Regions from separate parts of the Sus scrofa genome. Here region 1 is linked to region 2. Evidence: chromatin contacts called from public Hi-C data. All regions are on one chromosome and are shown on one strand. The core of a region is the stretch at or near the end of the contact, and the rest is flanking DNA. Distances in the headings are between cores, read along the strand shown. Region 1 overlaps HOXB5 (homeobox protein Hox-B5). Region 2 overlaps SKAP1 (src kinase-associated phosphoprotein 1).

Region 1 (3,415 bases), core at 377-2,876, 210 kb after region 2:
TTCATTTACCTTGTCCAGGGGAGAAGCCCCTGGCAGTACTATGCTTCCAAAATGTATTAGGATTTTAAATGGTGCTCACCATCTTTTGGGAGCTGACCAGAATCTCCTTTCCAAGGACACAAATGCCCCATGATTCTGGGGGAGATGTGTCTTCACACCAAGGTGAGGACCTCAAGCTCTCCCTTTTTGCACTCCAAGCCTATGAAGGGTCTCCTGTAAATCAGACCTGGGCAGGGACAGGTGGCTGCAGGAGACAGAGGTGAGGGGGAGAGAGTTCACATGTTCTTTAACATGCAGTGGGGGAATCTTATGACCCGCTCCTTGTCCCAGAGCTCAGAAGCCCCTTAAGGTGCCATGTGTCCAATTCCAGGGGCAAAGAGAGCTGGGGAGCTGAATCTAGAGATGGTGGGCTGGCAAAAACAGGACTGACAAGAGTGGTTGACCCCCAAAGATCTTAAAATTGGGAGGTCACTCCGGTGAATAAGAGGCCTCTGGCTTTTAGAAGGAGGATGACCTAGGCTTAGAAAATAATGAAATGCCTCTGGTTTGTGGTGCCACAAAACAAAGGGGCCTCTAGACTCCAGTGGGGAGAGAAGAAGATAAGGAAGAAGAGGCAAGACAGCACCTTTCCAGTTTTCTCTCCCCACTCCTGAGTCCCTTTTCTGAATCTGCCCACTGTTGGGGTCTGTGTTCTCCAACAGGTTTTATTGGGGGGGGGATTGCCAGGATTCTACTTAAACACCTAGCTCCCCTAGACAAAAAGAGGAACTCTCCCATTCCCCTCACTCCTGGCCAGGAATTAGGCTTTGGATTTGAGGGAAATGCCCTCCCTCTGTCCGCTCTGCACTTGGACCTCAGGACCCTCCCTAGAGCCAAGCCAGAAGGTGGGCTTGGGACCAAAAGGCCTCGGCCTCTGGGACAAGTTGGGTGCAAAGGCAGCACGCTCCCTACCCTGGGAGAGCCCTGATCAGGCCATGGAGAACCAGACTACCCCCCTTTCATGGGGCTCAAAGATCTAAAAGCCAGAGATGCCCTGATGCAAGGCAGCCCACCACAGCTGGGTTAACCTTCCCCGTGCTTTTTCTCAGCTCAGATGGATCCAGATAAAAGTGCCCGGCGGCGCACCCACACACACCCCTGACCAATGAATGTCATAAAGTGGGGAGAGGTCTGTCTGAAGACATCAGGAGCGACGTGGTCCCCCCCCACACACACAGGGCCCTCCATTCAGCGGTACACACCCCTCCTTCTTGCCCCCTAAATTTCCAAGGGCACTGACGGAACCCACGCAAGCCTCTTCGCCACAGAGTCACACACTCCTGCAAAGAAAACCAGGCGCCCCGGACCGTGGAGGCCTTATCAACCTGAACCGAGTGCCCCCACATCAGACACCCAGCTTGTCTGAACGCGGTGCAAAAAGCAGACTCCATCCCCCCCCCGCCTTACCATCCTACACCCCTGCCCAAGGCAAGATTTCCTTCCCCCAGTTCCAAGCCCTACAGTTGCGAGGGGAAAAGCGAAAGCTGGAAGCGACTTACTGCCGAGGAGAGCTGGGCCTGGGCTGCCGCCACGCCACCGCCACCGCCTTCTGGGCTGGGAAGAGCGCTCACCTACCTCTGCCCCCTTCCCCACCACGGCGAGCAGTTAAAGTGTCACTTAACATTCTGGAGAATGTGAAATATACCGCGCGGTGTCAACTCCCCAAAACCATAAAACTAACTTTATGGACCTCACGTGACTTTCTCGAGCCAGTGAGGGGTATCTGTCTGACTTCTCGGCGATTTTTACGATCTAACTTCAAGATAAAACCCCTATCCATTTGACATCTAAATGTCATAGCGACTTTTGGGATAGTTTGCTATGGACAAAGGGGGACAAAGTCAAGGGGTGAGGGGGAAGGAGGGCCCAGGAGAGCCTCCAGGACCCTCGGCAGCCTCCTCACCAGCTCCCCCTCCCCCCCCAGTCCTGTAAGAAGTTGGGCCAAGCTGGAAGGGATTGACCGGGTAAGTGTCCAGACTTGACTCTTATGCTCAGGGTGGAGGCTGACTTGGATGGAGAAGGACTGGCCCTGGCCCTGGACCAGGCTGGCTGACGGGGGAACCAGGGGTCTTCTAGGAGGGACCCCAGCTCCTAAGCAAGAGGACAGGTCAATTGGGCCCCTGGAGAGAGGAAACCCTTGATAAGGGTAGAGAAGACTGGGGGTGAGAGAAAACCTTTGAAATAGAGCTGATTTATTTTTTTTATTTTTATTTTTTTTGCCTTAGTGGGTGGCAGAACTGAACTGGGATTTGGACCATGGGGCAGGGGGCCAGGTCAGGCCTGGATCACTCCCAAAAGGCCAGGAGCCTCCTGCTCAGGACTTAGGCCCAAATTACATTCCCCAAAGAGGTTTCCAGAGACTTTTCTGGATGGCTGATGGAAGGATAGGGTGCAATCCAGCTCAGCCTTTCCCCTGTCCCCAGCCTCACATGGGGCTACTGGGCTTTTCAGTCTCCCAGGCGTGAAAGCCTGTCCCCTGGCCCAGGCACCGCTGACCAAGCAGAGACTTGGGTGGCTGAGAGGGGCTGCTGGTGAGCATCCTGCTTTCCCTTCCCTGCACCCCAGATCTGCCAAGAGTGGCGGTCTAGGGTGTGCCTGGTGATGGGCGAGGCAGGTGCCCGGAGAAAAGACAAATGGAAGGGCAGTGGAGTAGGGGAAACATTTATTTGACTTCAAGGAAAGCTACAAACAAATACCAAAAGCGAATCACTGAGACAGGCCCGGCAAAGACAGATTTCACACGTAGCACAGCTTCCACTCGCTCACTACAAACGGTCTTGGAAGCGAAATGCGAAATGGGGAGAAAGGAGGGGATGGGTCTGACCCAGACCCTCCCCATATTTGCAAGCTTTGGGCCCTCGACACCAGGCCCTTGGATTCACAGAGAAATACACAAGACATTTTACACTGAGGATTATTTTTGTTTCCTGACACTCCCAGACCAGGCCTTGTGGGGCCTACCCAGGCGGCAGGAACTTAAATCTCACTATTTACCTTCCCTCTTCTCAATATCACCCCTTTGGACCTTCCTGGCCCCCTCCCACCCCAGGACCAAGCCAAGGGAGACTTGGGCCCAGGAGAGAGGAGGGAGGAGGAATAGGAAGGTGGAAAGAGACACAGTCACCGATTCCAACCCGGAGGCCAGCTCAGCTGGGCCCGGGGCACTTCGGCACTATCCTACCTCAACTGCTGCCCCTTTGAGAGAAGTTTCAAGCTGAAACTCAAAATACAGCGACCATCTTTTTATAAATAAGTTAGAAGAACACAGATGGGGAGGGGGAGAGTTCACATTAAACATGCGAGTTTCTTTTTTTCCCCGGGGAAAGGAATGCAACCACAGACACGAACATTCAGAAACACTGGCGGATTGGGGTGA
Region 2 (3,579 bases), core at 1,053-3,552:
ATAACAAAATAATCTTCCTTTCCAGGTTAAGCTAAAAGATCAACAGCAGGTAATATTATATCAATACTACCTGTAGAGCATTTCAGACTAAAAGAGCAAAAAATACAGCCTCTCACCATCCCTACTAAGTGTATCTCCAAAAATATTTAACATGATTATGAAATCCCAACATACACTCACTAAATAACAGAAAATTAGTGCAGGAATTTGGCAGTTGAGAGCCCTAAAGTTGTTGTGGGTTTATATTTTCTTTCTTGGTTAAGAATGAGAGGCAGAGGGGAGTTCCCGTCGTGGCGCAGTGGTTAACGAATCTGACTAGGAACCATGAGGTTGCGGGTTCAGTCCCTGCCCTTGCTCAGTGGGTTAACAATCCGGCATTGCCGTGAGCTGTGGTGTAGGTTGCAGATGCAGCTCGGATCCCGCATTGTTGTGGCTATGGCGTAGGCCAATGGCTACATCTCCGATTTGATCCCTAGCCTGGGAACCTCCATATGCCGTGGGAGCGGCCCAAAGAAATAGCAAAAAGACAAAAAAAAAAAAAAAAGAGAGGCAGAGAAGAATACCCATTGTGGCCCAGTGGGTTAAGAATCTGACTGCAGTGGCTCGGGTGGCTAAGGAGGTGCAGGTTTGATCCCCAGCCCAGTGCAGTGGGTCAAAGGATCCAGGATTGTGGCAGCTGCTGCATAGGCTGCAACTGCGGCTCAGATTTAATCCCTGGCCTGGGAATGTCCATGTGCTGTGGGTGTGGCCATTAAAAAAAAAAATGACAGGTAGAGAGAAACAGAACTGAAAAAGGAAGAAAGGAATTTTTAACCTTTGAGATGTGGTCAAATTATTGCTATGACATTTGAGCCTTTTCAGAGCTCTTGAAACTTAGATGGATTGCACAAGTACCTACCAGTCTTTTTTTTTTTTTTTTTTTCTTTCATTAGCTCTGAAACTCCAGTGTAAATAGCAAAATGAACAACAGAAAGGAATGCTAGGAGCAAATATCTAAACTTGTAAGTAACACAAATGTACCAACACATTCCACATTACTTCTCTTGATAAGCATACTCACTTGAATGTGTTTTGTTTGGGGGTTTTAAGCTCAATCATCAGCACATAGGAAAAGTAAAACTCTCTGTGGTAATGGGAATGCTATTTACATTATACCACTTTGAAAATCTTGCTCCCATAAGTTATATCAGACTAACTCCTCGTCTTTCTTTCTATAATACAAAGACACAAGAACAATATAGTCTTAGACTAAATCTTGTTTTAAAGCTAAATGCATGTTAAGCTGACAAGGAAAACCTGAAGTTCCCAAAGAGAACTGGAATTATTTTTATGGTATTTATACTAACATATCATGTTTCATGCAGAGCTATATGCTAACCACCTACAATGAGACATGTTCAAGACATTCTTTCAGCCTGTACTTTAAATGTCCTGTGGTTTGCAGGGTTTGTGCCATAACCCTGTTACAGTAAGTTATTTCTTTATTTCTTTCTCAATATGCTATTAATCTACCTGTCTCTTTTTGGAACTCCTTTAAGTTTCATAACAGGAAACAATACTCCAAGTTTGTTTCCATTGGCTCTGGCCTTCACGTCCAACAGTGAGCATAAATGACTAGCTGTTCCAAAATGAGCCATGGAAAGGGAATTTATCCCTACCTCAGTAGTAAAAATATTCTATTTTCTTCATCCCCTCCCCCACACCCAACATATTCTTGCTGTCTGATGGCCTCCCCTGAATCAAACTTAAGAAATGCTCAACTGTTTCTGCAAATGCCTAAGAACACGATCTGACGTCTGAATGTAGATCATGTCTGCTTCATTCCAGGTGTCTCACATCTGGCACTGGTCCTGCAGTGACCACTGTAATAAAACAGGAGGAGCCTCTACCTCGCTTTCATCCTAATCATTCTCTAAAGAGCTCAGTGGAAATTTGGACTCAGAATGTGAAAGCTGTTAGTTTTTAGGGCACTTCGACGAAGAGCAATGAACATCACAGCTCAGGATATCAAATACCACAACGGGACTTCATTTCCTTGGAATCACAGAAATTGCCATCCGTTTTTTATTTTATCTAACATGGAAAACATTATCTTTCATGGGTAACACTTTTAAGCCAAAAAAGAAAAAAAAAAAACCTGTAAGACAGAAATACAGATACAATTTTAAGTCTGAGACAAGAGAGAATAGCAAAGCTACCTGTACTGAAAAAAAGATGAGCACTTGGAGGACATCCCTGACTCGACACAACTATCATTTCCTAGGGTCAGTCGCTCTAGGTAACAGAAAGGTGGCAAATGGCACATAACAGCTATAATGGAGTCAGATGCTTTAACTTACAGCAGGTCCACAGCCATGGCAAACAGCACTGAATTCTGAGCCACCATAAAAACTAGGGCCAAGCCCCTAGAGTTTACTAAAGATACAACAAAGATGGAATGGGAAATTTGGGGGGAAATATACGTAATTACGGTGTTTATATTTATCTAGTGGCTTTCCTAGATTATCCTGCTAGAGATTTCTTACCTGCCTTCCACATAAGCCCTAACGTGCCAAATTAATAGATTAGTTCCTATCCTTCCCCACAAATTTGTCAGACCTCTAAAATTTTATTTCTTTAATATGACTGAAGATAAAAAAAAAAACTTTAAAGTGACTCTCAGAGTTCCCATCGTGGCACAGGGGAAACAAATCCGACTAGGAACCATGAGGTTTTGGGTTCGATCTCTGGCCTCACTCAGTGGGTTAAGGATCCTGGCATTGCCATGAGCTGTGGTGTAGGTCACAGATGCAGCTCGGATCTGGCGTTGCTGTGGCTCTGGCGTAGGCCGGCAGCTGTAGCTCCGACTGGACCCCTAGCCTGGGAACCTCCATATGTTGGGAGTGTGGCCCTAAAAAAAAAAAAAAAAAAAAAAAAGTGACTTTCAATAATTCTTTTTTTTTTTTTTCTTTTTTAGGAGCGCACCCATGGCATATGGAGGTTCCAGTCCGAGCTACAGCTGCCTGCCTACACCACAGCCACAGCAAATCAGATCCGAGCCGCATCTGTGACCTACACCACAGCTCGAGGCAACACCGGATCCTTAACCCACTGAGAGAGGCCAGGGATCAAACCTGCAACCTCATGGTTCCTAGTTGGATTTGTTTCCTCTGCGCCACGATGGGAACTCCTCAATAATTCTTTTGATGTTACTTGGCAACTTGCCATATACATTTAACTCTCAAGTTTGATGACTCCAAATTTCTCTTCATACCTCGCCTCTGTGAGAGATACAACTTCCACACACAAAAAAGTAGACAAGCTGTCAGTGTTTTCAAACCAAGTGGTATCAATACGTATAAGTACATAACATCAATGGGCCATAAATGGGACTAAAGACGCAATGTGGCTGCAAAGAGGATTCAGCACTACAAGGGTTACATTAACAGGGTGATGACTGAATGGGTAAATGTAAGACAATTTCAAACAGATTGCCAAAAGAAAGCCTCATTTTTCCATTTTCTTGTACAGTATCTAATTTCTGGCTCCTCATTTCCTCCCGATCTGATAATTATGAAATTCTAAATAAAGTGTCATCTT

Evidence for each region. Hi-C and Micro-C count contacts between places; a contact is called where the count stands out from the background.
Region 1: a Hi-C map of omental adipose tissue shows a contact between it and region 2, with 2.0 times the contacts expected there. The contact joins two enhancer-like sites. A contact is called at or near these places in 1 of 5 promoter capture datasets (fetal skeletal muscle), 8 of 47 Hi-C or Micro-C datasets (embryonic fibroblasts, fetal skeletal muscle, mesenteric adipose tissue and 4 more) and 1 of 2 datasets of contacts at active chromatin or transcription factors (skeletal muscle).

What each region holds. Positions count from the first base shown.
Region 1 is chr12:24,842,540-24,845,954 of Sscrofa11.1, forward strand. It overlaps HOXB5 (homeobox protein Hox-B5), which reads right to left. Exons shown (of 2, transcript XM_003131550.5): 2 at 2,685-3,415. It overlaps LOC102166259 (a long non-coding RNA gene), which reads left to right. Exons shown (of 4, transcript XR_001299211.2): 1 at 1-2,003. Among named protein-coding and RNA genes, the nearest start is that of HOXB5, 5.4 kb to the right of the region's middle. Within about 2 kb of position 1,627, at least 11 of the 83 cell types and tissues checked have an H3K27ac peak or open chromatin away from gene starts, as enhancers often do. A contact at or near this core is called in omental adipose tissue, where this site is marked.
Region 2 is chr12:24,628,504-24,632,082 of Sscrofa11.1, forward strand. All of the region lies in intron 2 of SKAP1 (src kinase-associated phosphoprotein 1), which reads right to left. Among named protein-coding and RNA genes, the nearest start is that of SKAP1, 50 kb to the right of the region's middle. Within about 2 kb of position 2,303, at least 2 of the 83 cell types and tissues checked have an H3K27ac peak or open chromatin away from gene starts, as enhancers often do. A contact at or near this core is called in omental adipose tissue, where this site is marked.